2 separate regions of the Zea mays genome follow, and region 2 is linked to region 1. The links are chromatin contacts, called in public Hi-C maps. All regions are on one chromosome and are shown on one strand. The core of a region is the stretch at or near the end of the contact, and the rest is flanking DNA. Distances in the headings are between cores, read along the strand shown. Region 1 holds the start of LOC100192112. Region 2 holds the start of LOC100276159.

What was found. A called contact is a pair of places that touch in the nucleus more often than the background predicts.
Region 2: a contact with region 1 is called in a Hi-C map of tassel, with 2.1 times the contacts expected there. The contact joins the promoter of LOC100276159 here to the promoter of LOC100192112 in region 1. A contact is called at or near these places in 3 of 25 Hi-C or Micro-C datasets (ear, leaf and tassel).

What each region holds. Positions count from the first base shown.
Region 1 is chr4:242,642,925-242,646,528 of Zm-B73-REFERENCE-NAM-5.0, forward strand. LOC100192112 reads left to right here and starts at 2,004. Exons shown (of 9, transcript NM_001137535.1): 1 at 2,004-2,387; 2 at 2,550-2,648. The coding sequence starts at 2,118.
Region 2 is chr4:242,875,100-242,878,703 of Zm-B73-REFERENCE-NAM-5.0, forward strand. It overlaps LOC100276159, which reads left to right and starts at 1,543. Exons shown (of 1, transcript NM_001328643.1): 1 at 1,543-2,225. The coding sequence starts at 1,645. The coding sequence ends at 1,884.

The DNA of each region.
Region 1 (3,604 bases), core at 754-3,253:
TAATCGACATACTGAGAGGAACCGATCTCCTAGGCGTTCGGAGTGACTGGAATACCTGTGACTATGTCTCAGATCCACCGCCGATCAACGACGAGAACCAATCTTCTCGCCACACGCAGAGAGATCAAGAAGTAGTAGAAGGCGAGCCTTCACTGCAAGACGTCACCGCAATGATGGCTAGGAACAATAACGACAGTATATATATACCTATACCCTTCAGTAGAATAGATCTACTCATCATCAAGTTATTTTAGACATGTTGGTATTCTAGAGACTTAGTAACCGATACTAGGCAACATAGAATCTAACATAACGGTGTTTCGCTAAAAAAATTTATAAACTTCATCGGGGCCTGCTGACCCGATAACCCCCTAAATTCGCCCATGGATACCGGGGTGGTGGCCCTGTGTGCGCTGACAGAAGATCAAAACGGGTCCGGCCGGCCTTTTGCACAGCTAAACGTTAAACGGTCGACAGGGCGGGGTTTGCTGATGTGGTTTTCCGGCAGTTTTTTGGCCTGTGATTCAGGCAAATCATCTCCGCGAAAATCAAGGAGGAAGAAAGGCTCTTCCACTGCGGTCACCTGCATCTGCATGACTACATTTTTTTAAGAATTAATGGAAACATAATGTTTCAGCTTTTTTTTTGCAGACTCCGGCATAGGAACTTGACCCCCCCCTCTAATCGCCCTTTTTCCATCCTTGCTTTCGCAACGCTTTTGGTCTAATTTGCGCTCTGTAATTTGCGCCCTTTTTCTTCTAATTTGCGCTCTGTAATTAATCGAAGCCAATCCCAAGAACCCCAAAAGTGCGCTCTGTCTGCAAGACCTACTGCAGTCTCTACCAGGCTAGTACTACACTACCAGCGCTCAACTCTCCTCGACCTCGAGCGAGTAGAACCTGATTCCAAGCCAACCAACCAGGCAGCTCATCTTCAGGCTAGACAGACGGCAGGAACCGGCACAACTGACGACGCCCCATGACACGAGCTCGTGCTGCTTCCAGGTTCCAGCCAGCAGTACAAGTGCCATTGCGGCAGCGTCACACTCACACACACACCCCCTTATCGCCAGCTAGCGGCGCCACCGACACCCTTCGCAGGGCCCATTTACCCCCGTCCCGTCCGCCCCCACCGGGAGTCCGGGACTACCACTGACGGCCCCAGCCGACTCTATCCCATCCTCTGCTTTTTACTGTCAGGCGCCCGATCGTCCATGTCGACACGTTTTACCGTCGCCTTCCGCGCGCCAATCATGCTGCACTTGTTCTTCTTCTTCCTCCTCCTCCTCCTTTCCACGGCCCTTCTTCTCTGCATCGGCCTTGGATCCCAGATCACCTCCTCGCTTATACATAATACACTTATACTTTCATTTCACAGGTCAAACAGTGCAGCAGAGATGATGCGTGCGTGCGTGCGTGACGATCAGACGCTAGTAGTAAAAAGAGAGAAAAAAAATATTCTTGTGCCGAGCTGGAGCAGCGCTGTCGCTGTGAGAGCTAGCGCAGCGCAGTGAACATGCTCGGCCACGACTCGACTGACGCGACCGACGGGCTCGCGTTCGTCGGTGCTCTCTAATGGCCCGGATCAATGGACGGCCATGTTCTTTCTCTACGACGCAAACTGGATCTGCATCTCAATTTGGCGCCAATGCCAACCGACACACACACACACTTGCAGTTTCATCGAGTCCACGCTAAAATATATATATATATATATATATTCGTGCTAGTAGGTAGGTCGCAGTAAAAAAAAACATCTGAAAAATGCTTGCGTGCTTGGTCTTCAGTAGTAGATTCGAAGAGAGAGAGAGAGAAAAGAAATAAGTGCGGTGGGATTGAGGGAGGAGGTATTAGGCTATTATTAGGGCGTAGTACAGTGCATACACAAAACCCTACGGCGTCCCTCTGATGCGGCGCTGAGGGCTGAGGCTAAGCACGTGGGTGGTGGCCTCTATAAACCCCTTCACTCCGGGCACTCGCATCCCGCAGCCCGCCCCGTCCGCCCGCCCGAGTCACACTCACACAGAGCCGAGCCGAGCCCAGGCAGGCAGGCAGGCGGCCCAGGCGCCCAGCCCACCCCCCTACCCCCGCGGCGCCGCCGGAGCCAGAGCGAGAGCGATGGACGCGCTGCCGGAGGCGTGGTCGCAGGTGCGCGCGCCGGTGATCGTGCCGCTGCTGCGGCTGGCGGTGGCCGTGTGCCTCACCATGTCGGTGCTTCTGTTCCTTGAGCGCGTGTACATGGCCGTCGTCATCTCCGGGGTGCGCCTGCTCCGCCTCCGCCCCGACCGCCGCTACCGCTGCGACCCCCTCCCCGAGGACGACCCGGAGCTGGGCTCCTCCGCGTTCCCCGTCGTGCTCGTCCAGATCCCCATGTTCAACGAGCGCGAGGTCCGTACCCCCCCGCCCGCCGCCGCATTACATTGCAGCGCCATGCCGCCATTGCCGGCCAAGCGCCCGTTGCAGCGGTTTTACTCCGGATTCGTTGGGTCACTAATAACCTTGGTTGCCTTGCGGTGGTGCCACGGGCGGGCGGGCGTGCGTTCTCTGCAGGTGTACCAGCTGTCCATCGGCGCCGTGTGCGGGCTGTCGTGGCCGGCGGACCGGCTGGTGGTGCAGGTGCTCGACGACTCCACGGACGAAGTGATTAAGGTATACTAGCTTGCGTTTCGCCAGAGATTTTTTTTTTCTCTTTACTGCTGCTAATCATGTACCTGTGCGTAATGCATTAGCATCTGCAGCAGCGTTATCTTCTGCCTGTCGGTGGGTGGCCATTGTAGTTCCATACGGACAGTCGCCTGCGCCTCTGCCTTTTGTTTTTTTTTTACTTCTTTAGATTAGACTTTGGTTTCCTCTGCCCCTTTTTTTTACCTTTTTTTTCCTGTCCCCAGCCGAATTGAAGGAGGCCGCAGCGCCCGGGCATCCTGCCAGGCCTGGCCCCGACCACCCTTGTCCTCTTTTTACTCACGCCACTGTACAGCCCGTCAGCCCCCGCATCATGCTACGCCGCCCCCGGCTCCGGCTGTGTTTGTGCGGTAATAATGACACTTGTAGAAGAAGCGGGTAAAAGAAAAAAAAAACCACACATCTTACAGTTACTACTGCTGCACTGCTGCGTACAGTGCACGTGACGGCATCAGCTTCGCAGTTTTAGGAACTACAGTATTACGAAAATACGTTGCAAATAGGCTAGCTAGTACTACTAGCAACACACCCATTCTCGCTATGTTTTTTGGCGGGAACGGGGAACCATGGGCCCATGTCTGCTTGCCTACTTGCCTAGCAGCCTAGGTATTCTCAGTTATTTTACTAGTAGTACGTTTCATTACGTATTTTTACGCATTGGGTTTTCGGGGGTGCATTAAACTGTATGGTAGCGTGTGGAAAACTGTCTCCTCCGCGGCGGCGCGGCAGTAAAAAACAGCAGTAAAGAGGGGTAATCTCGCGCACAGTGGGGATTCGTGGTCGGCATCGTTGGCTGGCCATTGCGCGCTGCCATTTCTAGACCTACGGCATTGATTGCTTGAGGTGGTGGCGGACTGGCGGTGGTGGTCGTCCGTCGTCCATGCAGAGCATTCAATGCCCCCGCTAATTAAGCACAATCAGGG
Region 2 (3,604 bases), core at 293-2,792, 230 kb after region 1:
TCCCTCCTCTCTAGAGCATGCATGGCGGCACTGGCAGCATGTGAGTAGAATTGGCGTGGAATTGCTTTTACATGGCAACGAACGCGGCATACTGCATGCCCTTTTTGACTGGTCCGTCCTCAGTAATCTTTGCTTATTATATACTATATATATAGACAGACAGTTAGATACGGGCGTGGTGTATTATGCAATATTTATTGGTCGGAATGGTCGATAGATCTTGTGAAAGTCTAGTTGTTCGGCACCGGAAATGGTAGATTATTGGAGCGGTGTGGATGCTGGTCTTTATCATTGCATGGATTGTCTTTCTGTGTGGAATTCTGATCACGGGGGTCGCGTGCAGACCACGGCTTGCTTCTCTGGGTCTGGGGGGCCGCAGGGCTTCTCTTATACACGGCACGAAGCTGTAGGAATAGAGATCGAGCTGCATCTCCTGAGGTAAAAAGAGGCGGCAGACCAAATCTTGGCAGTAATGAATGTATGCGCGTAATGCATTTTACGGCAGTTGTTATCTGAGCGAGGCGGGGTTCACGTTCATTGTTGCTGGACAGCTGGATTTGTTCCGGGAATAACAACTGGACAGAGAGGAGAAGCACACTGGAGAATCCCTTTTCATCTGGCAACTACTGAGAAGTTTTTTACAGTGCCCTACCTAACCTAACCACGTATACCTACGTGCATCACATTTCGGCTGCGACTGCAGTGTGTGCAGTCTGCAAGAGGTTGTTTTCGCTGAAGATCCAATATGGGCAACCACCAGCTGAGCCGCCAATTGGCCAGTCAAAGGGAGGCAAAGTGGTAGACCGCTGGTAGGCAATAGGCAGGGGATGGATTCGATCGTCCAGTTAGGGCGAAGCTAATATTAGGGAGAACTAAATTAGATTAGGGAGGGCTATTAAACTTATTTGTTGTACGTGAGAATTAGCTAAAGAAACTAACAGCCTCTATAGAATTAGGGGTGTATTAGGGAGAACATTATCTAGAAATCACAGATTTGGACAAATGACAGTAAAAGGAGACTTTTTTTTTTACCTCGGAAGCTCCTCAAAACTGATGCGAGCAATAGAAAAAAGAAGGGTGCAACAGCAACGCTGCATGCATGCTTGGCTGCTCATCACTCCCTCCCTCCTCACCCGGACGTCTTCCTGCGGCTGCAGAATCCAGCCAGCGGCGGCGCCCTTCCCATGGGATGGCTGGTGCGCGGCGTGGGCCTCGCTCGGCTGTCGGCCCATCCCCACCGTCCAAACCGCCCGCCAACTTGCGGGGGCGGAATCCTTCCCGATTCCGCTCCGTCGTCGGACCTGGACCTGCTTCTTGGCGCAACACGGCTCGCTCGGACGCCACGCCACCGGCTGCGCTGAGACTGCCTGCACTGCACGAGAGCCGGTGACAGCGAGCCACCGCGCGTGCACTGCACCCGTGCACACCGCACCTTCTTCCCCCCCACCCCCCCCCAACCCCCCCCCCCCCACCCCCCCCCCATCGCCAGAGGCGCCCAACCCCCGCTATAAATCGCGCGCGCGCGCCAGCCCACCCCCCGGCATCATATTCAAGCCAACCAATAATAATACCAGCCAAACCAAGCAGCAGCAGCTCCGGCGGCTGCTGGTCCGTCCTCGCAAGCGCCGCTCGACCGGCGAAGAGATGGGCAGCTGCTTCTCGTCGTCGTCGAGCGGGTGGGCCGCGGGCGACGACGCGGCCGGCGGCGACGAGAGGAGGAGGGTGTGGCCCAGCGACGACGACGGCGGCGAGTGGGACGTCGACAACAAGGCCGCCATCTACATCGCCAAGTTCCACCGCCACCAGTCCGGCGTCGTCTGCGCCGACTGCGCCGACCAGCAGCAGCAGCACGCGCCGGCGGCCGCCACTGCTGCCGCCCAGTGACTTGGCTTGGCTAGCTCGCTGATCGATGCATGGAATCCGAGATGGTGACGAGAGTTCAGTTCAGTAGCAGTAATCATGTCTTGTTCTTTTTGGGCGTGGATGATCCAAATCCAATCAATCGGTCATGCCCCCGCCATCCCTCCTCCTCCTCCTCCTCTGCCTAAGGTTTTTTCTCTCTAGCTAGGACTATCCATCGAGCTGGTTAGCTGCTAATGAATAATCATATCGACGGATATTACCTAGGCCTAGATTGTGTAGTACATACGTATGTATGTAAATTTGTTCCATATATATACACACATATGTGAAGAGACTATATATATATGCGCTTGCTTTTCGAATCCTCTCTGCAATGCTTTCCTCCAGTTTCAAACAATCCTCGATCGCATCTACAAATCTCGTGTACTACATGTTTGTTCTTGCATGCATGTTTGATCAGGACATGCATGAATTCTTGACATGCAAGTCTGATTAACGAAACAAGATGATGATGAATTATGATAGCTGCCTGCTTTGTGCAGTGAAAGCTAGCTAGCTCTCTCTCCACGGCCTGCATGCACACCGACAGTTCAATGCAAATCATTGCACAAATCTCATTAATTCCTCTATATATACTAGCTAGATGATCACGAGTCACTTCAACTTTCAACATTATACTAGATGAGTGCCCGTGCGTTGCAACGGGAACATTTAATAATATGATAACTTATGTACAAATGTGTGTTATATTGTTATGAGAAAATGTTTCAAAATCCATTGTGATCCACATGGCGCGCCAGCAGCCGGAGCGAGTGCCGCCGCAGCAGTGTCCTGTTGGTTGCGGAGGTGGTTGGAAGCGCGACGGGGTTTGCGGGAGCCCGCCCCTGAGCGGCGGGCTGTTCGCGGCGGCGACGAGCGCCAGCAGCCGGAGCGAGTGCCGCCGCAGCGGCGTCCTGTCGGTTGTGGAGGTGGTTGGAAGCGCGACGGGGTTTGCGGGAGCCCGCCCCTGAGCGGCGGGCTGTTCGCGGGGTACCCCGTGGTGGGCCCGAGGACGCGCTGCTGACGGTGTGCCCCTGGGACCCGCGCGTGCGGGGCGGCACCCTCTTCCACCAGACCACCTTCAGCCTCCCCGTGCGCCGCGCCGTGCTGTTCGTCGCCGAGGTGCACCGGCTGCGGGACCTGGAGCCCAGGGCGCTGTGTGGCGTGGAGCTCTACGACGGCATCCTCATGCGCTACGTGAAGGCGTCCACAGCCTACCTGGGCAAGCCCGCGCCGCGCGGGGAGCCGTCGGGAGACATGGTGGACTTCGACATCACATACTACCGCAGCCGTGACCCCGGGCGGGCGCGCCTGTTCGAGGACGTGCTGGAGGAGGTCGAGCAGATGGGCATCTTCAAGTACGGCGGCCTGCCGCACTGGGGCAAGAACCGCAACCTCGCCTTCGTCGGTGCCGCGCGCAAGTACCCCGGCCTGCCGCGCGCAAGTACCCCGGCCTGCCGCGCTTCCTGCGCGTCAAGGACGCCTACGACCCCGATGGCCTCTTCTCCAGCGGCGGCGGCGAGCGCTGCGGCCAGCTGCGCGCACTGGTCTTGCTCGTGGAGCACGACGTCGGTGAACGGGACCAGCGCCGCGGGCGGTGCGCGCACGGAGGAGTCCGGGTCCCGAACGCGGCGCAGCGCGGCGGCCAGGAGCCTGGGCACGAGCGGCGCGACGGCGTCCCGCGGGTGCTCCCCGGCGACGA